Linked DNA regions of Mus musculus: region 2 is linked to region 1. A link is a contact called in public Hi-C data. All regions are on one chromosome and are shown on one strand. The core of a region is the stretch at or near the end of the contact, and the rest is flanking DNA. Distances in the headings are between cores, read along the strand shown.

Region 1 (4,658 bases), core at 910-3,409:
TGAGCTTTGGGGCTGATATTTGAGCGGAAGAGTAGCCTTTCTATTTCTGCACACACAACTCCTTTCATATTGGGATGCTTCCGAAGTAACACTTCTAACAGATGGGAGGCTTTCGTAGCAATTCTGTTCTGAGGATCTCCCAGCTTATTTATCACCTGCACAAGAAGAGCCTTTTCCTCCTCGGGTTTATCACAGAGCAGCTCATGGGCAGCTACCAGGGCCCGCGTTTTAGTGGTTACCAAGGAATCATGACTTAAAGTCTCGAGGACCTGGACGAATTCTGCTACCAAGTGTTTCAATTGGTGTTCATAATACCACAGTATCAGTCTTCTATCTCTCGAGTCCTTGTTGCCACTGGACAACTCTTCCAGTTTGTGGAAAGGATGCTGGCTGAAAACCCGGAGCTTCCGACTGTCTGGCAGAAGGTCTGTGATGAGCAACTCCTTGAACGTGTCCAACGCCATGAGGCACTGCTGCTTGCTGCCCTTCTTTTTCACAAGGCTCATCAGGGTTTCTACAAACTGCAGAGTGTGGACAGCATCATCCTGGATTAGAAGGATCATGGCCGCCATCCTGTCAGCTAGTGTCCCTGATGACACGATGGCCTTCATCCAGGTGGAAGAGCCTCCCTTTTGATTGTTTGTCTTACTCTTGAATAAGCTGACTTCGTGCTCATACAGCTTCTGGGCCAGGGCTTTGTACTTGGACACGACATCTGGAGGCTGCAGCTCCAAGGAATACTCACCGCTGTACTCCATGTCGTACCACTTGCCTCCAGGCCTGAGTAACATTGTTTGTCTCTCTAGAAATTCAAACACATCGGGTTGTTTATCTTTCTTTGCTTTGGAGACGGGACAGCTCTCAGGACGCTGTTCTGGTACAGTCTTATTTTTCACCTTCTTTTCCGATGTCTTTTTTCCTTCTGTTGCTTTTTGTTTTTTATTCTCCACCTTCAGTAGTTTTGCTTCTTTTTTGCTGGTGTTTTCCTTTTTCTCTGGTTCATCTTCTTCAATCAAAGACTTTGAGTATTTGGCCAAATTCAGATTCTGAATAAATGACTCCAGTTCACCTTGTTGAAGGTCGTCAATGGTTCCCTTTTTGCCCCCATCCACCACTTCCTCATTTTCATCCAAAGTAGCCAGCATAAGGTAATCTTGCTGTAGAAACACATTAAAAAAAAAAAAAAAAGGCCGTATTACAAACCCAGAAATTCAGTAAGAACTTCATTTTTAAAAACCATCACATATGAATTATTACACTATTATCTGGCAAACTCACAGATATCCAACAGGAAAATGTGCCAAAGATAGGTACACAATAGGGAAAAGGCTTTTGAAGAACCTTCTTCAAGATATGAAAAGATTCTCAAGCTGACAGTCACAAAATCCAGTGAAAATCGCAATGATCTAGGCACTCGTAATGCATCAGGTGAGCAAGGTTAAAGGTTTATCTGAGTGGGCAGGGGATGGCTCAGTGGGTCAAGTCTATGCCAAGGAGCCTGGTGATTTAGGTCCGATCCTCGGAAGTCACATAAAAGAGAGAATCGATTCCAAAGTTGTCCTCTGACTTCCACACGAGTGTACCAACAAACATACAACACTCCTTCCAATAATAGAAAGTACTTTATGAGGTAGTGTAGGGAGGAAGAGGCACTTTCATAAAAGGCTAATGTAAACTGGCAGGTTCTTTTAGCGACTTCAATCCAACCTTTTAACCTAGCAGATGTAGATTACACATACGGTCGTGTTCAAAACATTTGCCCACGTGGTTAGAATCCGATCGCCTACATTTTAACGAGGCATAAACCCAGGAGAAAACATGCAAGCCGAACTGTTTTTTTTCCCACTGAAGCGCGGTAACAGTAAATGCGTGGGAAGCTCTCAGAGCAGGTCGGAGGCTGGGCTGCGGGTCCCACCTTCCCGGCAGCCGTGAGCATCCCCTTCCCCAGAGCCTGCGGCCCTTACCTTTGTGCCTCCGAGGCGTAACACCTCCTCCAGGGAGAAGCCATTCTTGCCCTCATCGCCATCCTCCTCGTCTTCCTCATCCGGATCTTCTGTCACCTGTTTGGGACGCCAGGGCTGCTTGGCAAGGAACGCCACAGGTTCCTGGTCGGCCGACATGGCGGGCTGGACACGCGAGTGCAGCCCGGAGCTTACTTCCGCTTTACGGTGACGCACTTCCTATTGCGAGGGCGATTCAGGAAATACCGTTTAAACCCCGCCTCCGGGGCGGAGCCTGGCCTCGGGGTGTAGGAATGAATGCTTTGGTGAGACGCTGCGTGGCCCGCGCGGGTGAGAGTCCCCTTGCAGGATCCTGTTTCCATGGAAACCGTATGGCGCGGCTCCTTGGTCCCTCCGTTGCTCACCTGGGGCTGGAGCAGGAAGCTGGTCCACAGAGAGGCTTAGCTGTGTGGAGGGGCTTGTAGTCATGGGTTCGGTGCATGCCTTGCCTCCATCGGGTCCTGACGTTGGGGCGAAGTTAGTGATGAACGAGGCATCCTTACAAGCTTTAGGCTGCTTGCTGCGCGTGTAAATGAAATGGAGATATCTAATGCGGGCGGTGCTTAATCGTGCTTTTCAGGCCTTCCCTGTATTTGGAGAGGGAAATGCTACAGCTCCGGGAATGAGCCGGCAGAAAGCAACCAGGTGACACCGATGCTGCGGCATCTTATGTACAAAATAAAGTCTACAGGTCCCATCACTGTGGCCGAGTACATGAAGGAGGTTTTGACTAACCCAGCCAAGGTAAACGTAGGGGGAGCGTGAACCACCCAGTGTGTGTACACAGAGGAGCCCGAAGGCCTCTAGAGCCATCAGGTGTTGAGCCACCGCCGAAGTCCTTGGAATATAGTCTTATCTGTCATTTGCGTTAAAGGGCAGTGCCAAAAAAGAGGTCATGACAAATTCCTGCGGAGTTTAGGTGACAGAATGTAATTTAATTTTCCTGAGTTAAAGGAATGCTGATTTTCTAACCGGGGTTGTGGATTTCTGCTGTTTGTATAAGGGAAACGCTGTATGTATGAGGTTGACCTTGAACTTGCAGCATCTTCTTATTTACCCTCCTGAGTGCTGGGATTCTAGGTGGTCTTCACCTGCCTGGCTAAAAGAAAGCTTTGAGTCTTTCTTGAAGGTTAAGCATTATGGTAAAACTTGGGATATGAAGTTAAGACAAAGTCTTCTCCCCAGATAATTAAGCCTTGTAAGAAACGTAATTGTTGTCTTATTTAAAAAAAAAAAAAAGCACTGGATTTAGTTTTGGGTTGGGAGTCTTTGGAGAGAGAAGTCAGTGAAGACACTGTTTGAATAGACTGAATGGATGCCAGGGAGAACTAAAATGAGAAGAAAGTGAGACTTTGCATTGGTATGGAAGAGTGGGAGAGGGCAAGGAGTAGAGAGATGATCTTGTCTGCAGCCCTTCTACTTGAGTAATTGCTGTTTGGTGAGTTTTGCAAAATGACTACTACTATGTAAAATTTAGGTAAAGACTCTGTCCTTATCTTGGTTACTTCAGAAGAGAGAACTTTCTTGGTAAATACTTACTTCACTGTAAGCATTCCATAAAATTTTGGTGGAGCACTTTTGAAAGCTTTATTTGAAAATTAATCTTTTCCATTTCTCCTCTTTTACTCAGGGATATTATGTGCATCAGGATATGCTAGGAGAAAAAGGAGACTTTATTACTTCACCTGAAATAAGCCAAATCTTCGGGGAGGTAATAACCAACATGTAGACCTTAAAAGAAATGTTATAGATACTGAGGGCAGAGCAAGCGATGCTCATGTGTAATAGTGTTTTATGGTGTGTGTGTGTGTGAGTCATCAAATATTTAAAACTTAGAACACTTGAAAAACTCAGATTTCACTATAGAAAAAGAAGAGGAATCCGGGCAGTGGTAGCACATGCCTTTAATCCCAGCACTTGGGAGGCAGAGGCAGGCAGATTTCTGAGTTCAAGGCCAGCCTGGTCTACAAAGTGAGTTCCAGGACAGCCAGGGCTACACAGAAAAACCCTGTCTCGAAAAACCAAAAAAAGAAAAAAAAAAAAAAGAAAGAAAAGAAAAAGGTGGAAACATGTGAAGGACAACGGAAGATAGAAAAGGTTTGAGAAGAGGAAAACCATGAACAATGTGATTGAATGGGGAGAGAGAGAGAAGCAAGTGAGCTAACTGCCAGCTCTGACTTAATCAGATCACGGTGGCGGTCTCCCTGGAAGAAACAGGGTTGTGGCTCATTTACTTCCCTAAAAGTGCCTTTGATGACTTAAAAATAGGAAATAGTACATAAACAAGTGAAATCTAGGCTTGAGAAAGTAAATTATATTTAAGGGTTGTGTAACACTGGAAATCATGAGTAAGAAGAAGTGGCATAATTGTTCTGCGTCCTTTTGTTCCCAAAGTCTGGTACCTTTGTATAAGTGATTGCTTATTTGTGCCATGGGGCTTAGCACCCTTCACCCTGAGAGTGAGCTTCCTATGCAGTCTATGTCCTGACAATCCCAGTGAAGTTCCAGTGCATTCAGATCTCTGTGTGTGTGTGTGTGTGTGTGTGTGTGTGCATCTGTATAGATCTATGTATGTCCAATGACCTATATTGGATTATTTGTAAATGTTTTGCTTTTTGGTATAAAGTATGTATTTACATTGAGTTTTATGGTATAACA
Region 2 (4,658 bases), core at 782-3,281, 1.1 Mb after region 1:
TAATCTCCAAACACCTGCTTTCCAGGAATTCATTCCCTCAGCCCAATTTTGGTTCTGAATCTCACACAAAGCATCTGCGTATCCATCGTCCGTATGTACTTAAAAAGGTGGTTGTCCTTGGACATTTTATTTCTTCTAAAGTAAACTCCCTGTTGCCTTCTGATAGTCTTGGTTTCCGGCCCTGTGTTTTAGAGTGCTTCTTCCAAGCTGTGCTGATTGACCGAGCGGCGACACTTCTTTCTAGCCATGACTCTACTAGAGTCATGGCATACATTGGCCACTAGGGGACGCTCGAGGTTCCCTTAATTCACTCTAGTTAAGCAGCTAGGATGGATGGTCAAGGGCACTAAGATTTGAGCCAATGTGATTTGCATTCTCCCTCTCTCTCTACGGGAAGCTCCTGCCTCTGGTCTTATCAAAACATAAAAATAAAAATAAAACATGCATACACAGCGCCGCATTATCTTTCTGAACCAGCTTTTCTTTTGGTTCACACTGAAACCGGATTAAAACGGAAAGCTATTTCCTACACAAAGCTAAATCTAGATCCTGAAGCAAGGTTTAGCATCATGAGATGGCTTGGGGTTTAGACAAAGCCCTGGGCATCTCTGTGTTGAGGTTTGACTGAGGTGGGAGGAGCCAGAGTAGAGCGTCAGTATTTGTCTCAGTTTCTGGACTGTGACTGCCATGTGACCAGCCGCCTTGAGCTGCCTCTACACAGTTCTAAATAAACCTTTCCTTCCATAGGCTGGGTCTTTTATCATATCAATGAGGAAAATCACTAATACATCTCGGAAGTCAGAAGGAATGGGATTTATTTGGATAAATAAGGCTAGGGTGTGACCCCTAACCTTTGGGTCCTGTCAAAGCAGTTACCTCACCAAACCCAAGAGACTACAGCACTTATACTGTAGAGCCTGTGTGCTTAGTTGTTCTCCCTTAGGAAGATTCCTGCTCAGATGCAAATTTGCCAATAGTTTTTCCTCGACATGACTCTTCACAGCCAGACATGCCGTTAAGCTCTGTGACACGCTATTCACACAGTATACCCATCTAGACATTGATCAGAAAAGCCTCCAAGGGCTTGGTCCTTATCTGACCTTCTCCAGACAGATCCCAGTGAAGGATCTTATCTTGCCCTTGGTGGGGCATCCAGAACCAGCCTCGAGTGACAGGAGCTACTGTGTAGCATGTGACCTTTGGCCTGCAAGCTTGAGTCCCCAGCAGAGTCTGCTCAACTGTAAAGCAATACAGAATAGCCAGTGTGTAATATGTATATAATGTATATAATATGTATAATATGTATATATGCCCAGAGAGACCTTCCCTTCAGGTAGCTATTGAAGTTCTGTGGATTCACCCTGCATCCACACCCTGCACGTGTTCTTCCAGCCTTTCTAATCTTCTTGGTATGTTGTAGCAGGAAAGGGATGACCTAGCCTCCGGTGGGACTGCCCCGCCTGGAGTACCTATAAACACAACACCCTACCACAACCTTGTGTCATCCCCTCCAGCGTCCCGGAGCAGGGTTTATCTGCCAGCTTCAGGATGAAAACAAAGCCCACCCCCACTCTAATCGCGTTGCTTATTTGAAGACTGAGTTCCTTGGTTGTCACACCTGTCGCATACTACTGTAAAGGCAAGAATGCAAAGAAAAAAATACCTAGAGGACTATATGCATTAACACATTGATTTCAAGTTCTTAGGGATGTTAAGGGAATCCCATAGGCAAAAGGCACGCACGCCCTTCTCAGCTGAGTTTGCCCTGGACAACGTAGCTGGCTTGGCTCAGGGGCTGCCTCCAGCTGCCCTGCACCACACTGGACCTTGCAGCCCTGCCCAGTTCTGCCCCGCGCCCTGAGCCCCGGGGCGGAAAGCACGTCCCCGGGTCATGAACTTGGGCTTGTAACTGAAAGGCCCCCAGGAGTTTGGTCCCTAGAGCACCTGAGCTGAGCGTTGCAGGGGCCTGCTGGAGCACCCGGGATCCTGCAGTACGAGTGACGCCAAGGGCACTGGCCTGTCAACTATCCTAAACTGCCACTGTGAGACTGCGCACGCTCGGGCTCCGGTGCTCGCAGACAACAGGTGGCGCCACACAGCCACCAGCAGAGAACCAGGGAAAGGGTCTCCTGCTTTCACTGCAGGAGGCACACCAACGGGGTAAAGGCAGACTCGGAAGATAATCGTCTAATGAGAGAAAGAAAAGGTTAAAAGAAAAAAAAATCCATTTGACACTCCCAGATCAATTTAAAAATTTAGAGGAGACTGGGGAGGTGGCTCAGAGGTTCATAGCACTTGCTGCTATTGCAGAGAACCCAGGTTCAATTCCCAGCACATATATGGTGACTCACAACCATCTACAGATGCTTCCCGTCCCAGAGGGTGCTCCTTCCTGATGCCTGCAGGCAACAGACACACACCATTTGCACGGACACATTAGACAAAACATTCAGACACATAAAATAAGTCTTGTTTGTTTGTTTGTTTGTTTGCTTGTTTGCTTGTTTCTGTCTTTTTCCTTCCTTCCTTCCTTCCTTCCTTCCTTCCTTCCTTCCTTCCTTCCTTCCTTCCTTCCTTCCTTTTTAAAATGAAACTTAGAAACACACAGGGAAAGCTGTAGGCGACAACGGCACTGAATATCCAGAACACGAGTAGCAACAGAGATTGCTGTTTAAGAAAATGAGGTGGAAGTCCTATCACATGCCTGTAACCTGTAATTCCAGAACTAAGGTTTAGGCAGAACACCAGCACTCCAAATTCCAGACCAGTGGCAGCCTGGGGTACATAGGAAACTCTGTCTCAAACAGGGCAGGGATGCAACAGGACCCTCAACCTCAATAGACCCTGAGACCTTAACACAGCTGACCACATGATGTTAGGACCATTCGTGCTGTAAAACTCAGCAGGTACAGAGCACCACCTGCCAGAACTAAAACAGACCTAATCCACCAAACTCCATAGTTCCTAGCCATGGTGGCACACACCTTTATTCCCCACACTTTGGAGGCAGAGGCAAGCAGATCTCTGAGTTCCAGGCCAGCCTGGTCTACAGAGTGAGTTCTAAGATAGCCAGGACTACACAGAGAAACCCTGTCTCCAAAAACAAAACAAAAACATTTTTTTAAATAAAGTCCATAGTTGTGGGAAAGTCTACGTGCACTAACCTTGCTCTTTGGCTTCTATAATTCCACTTCTAACTAACTGTCCTTGTTAACTGAAGTATCTCAACCCAGAACATGGTTTGTTTGTTTGTTTGTTGTTTGTTTTTGTGTGTGCTTAAAAGCTCAACCTGAGTGCTGGAAAGATGTTAAGAGCACTGGCTGCTCTTGCACAGGTCCTGAGTTCAAGTCCCACAACCACGTGGTGGCTCACAACCATCTATAGTGAGATCTGGTGCCCTCTTCTGGCAAGGAGGCATACACACGGGCAAAACATTATATACATAAATAAATAAATCTTCACAACTAAAGAAAAAAGCTCACCATGAGGAAGGCTCTTTGTTACATTGGGATCCCAAACACTTAATGTAGTTGCTGGCCTGCTAATGAAGACTTTCTATTAGCTTAAATCTGTGTCTGAGCTTACCTCTGGTGGATACCCTACAACAGAGAAAGAAGTGTGTGTGTGTGTGTGTGTGTGTGTGTGTGTGTATGTGTGTGTGTGAGATTAAACACACATTTTTAAATTTATTTATTTATTTATTTAAACACACATTTTAAATTTTATTTATTTATTTATTTATTTATTTATTTATTTATTTATTTATATGTAAGTACACTGTAGCTGTCTTCAGACACTCCAGAAGAGGGCATCAGATTTTGTTACGGATAGTTGTGAGCCTCCAGATTTTGTTACGGATAGTTGTGAGCCTCCAAGTGGTTGTTGGGATTTGAACTCAGGACCTTTGGAAGAGCAGTTGGTGCTCTTAACCGCTGAGCCATCTCACCAGCTCAATGCTATCCCAAAAGTCCCCCATACCCCCCCAACTCCCCTACCCACCCACTCCCACTTCTTGGCCCTGGCGTTCCCCTGTACTGAGGCATATAAAGTTTGCACAACCAATGGGCCTCTCTTTCCACTGATGGCCGACTAGGCCATCTTTTGATACATATGCAGCTAGAGACAAGAGCTCCGGGGTACTGGTTAGTTCATATTGTTCCACCTATAGGGTTGCAGATCCCTTTAGCTCCGTGGGTACTTTCTCTAGCTCCTCCATTGGGGGCCCTGTGATCCATCCAATAGCTGACTGTGAGCATCCACTTCTGTGTTTGCTAGGCCTTGGCATAGTCTCACAAGAGACAGCTATATCAGGGTCCTTTCAGCAAAATCTTGCTAGTGTATGCAATGGTGTCAGCGTTTGGAGGCTGATTATGGGATAAATCCCTGAGTATGGCAGTCTCTAGATGGTCCATCCTTTCGTCACAGCTCCAAACTTTGTTATTTATTTTTCAAGACAGGGTTTCTCTATGTAACTCCAGCTGTCCTAGAACTCACTCTGAAGACCAGACTGACCACAAATTCAAGAAATCCACACACAAAAAACAAAAGCAAAGAGGTCCTGAGTTCAATTACCAGCAACCACATGGTGGGTGACAAACATCTATAATAAGATCTGATGCCCTCTTCTGGTGTATCTGAAGACAACTATTTCTTTAGCA

The links. Hi-C and Micro-C count contacts between places; a contact is called where the count stands out from the background.
Region 2: a contact with region 1 is called in a Hi-C map of liver, with 2.6 times the contacts expected there. The contact joins the enhancer-like site here to the promoter of Cebpz in region 1. A contact is called at or near these places in 12 of 39 promoter capture datasets (the 3T3-L1 cell line, the C10 cell line, the HPC-7 cell line and 8 more), 4 of 484 Hi-C or Micro-C datasets (cortical neurons, liver, muscle stem cells and 1 more), 2 of 115 datasets of contacts at active chromatin or transcription factors (bone marrow-derived macrophages and embryonic stem cells) and 2 of 9 other capture datasets (adipose tissue and liver).

Annotation. Positions count from the first base shown.
Region 1 is chr17:78,934,911-78,939,568 of GRCm38.p6, forward strand. It overlaps Cebpz (CCAAT/enhancer binding protein zeta), which reads right to left and starts at 2,160. Exons shown (of 16, transcript NM_001024806.2): 1 at 1,965-2,160; 2 at 1-1,157. The coding sequence starts at 2,120. It overlaps Ndufaf7 (NADH:ubiquinone oxidoreductase complex assembly factor 7), which reads left to right and starts at 2,225. Exons shown (of 10, transcript NM_028611.3): 1 at 2,225-2,291; 2 at 2,581-2,744; 3 at 3,631-3,711. The coding sequence starts at 2,255.
Region 2 is chr17:80,017,315-80,021,972 of GRCm38.p6, forward strand. No RefSeq gene overlaps it. Among named protein-coding and RNA genes, the nearest start is that of Gm22215, 14 kb to the right of the region's middle. Within about 2 kb of position 2,032, at least 23 of the 459 cell types and tissues checked have an H3K27ac peak or open chromatin away from gene starts, as enhancers often do. A contact at or near this core is called in liver and muscle stem cells, where this site is marked.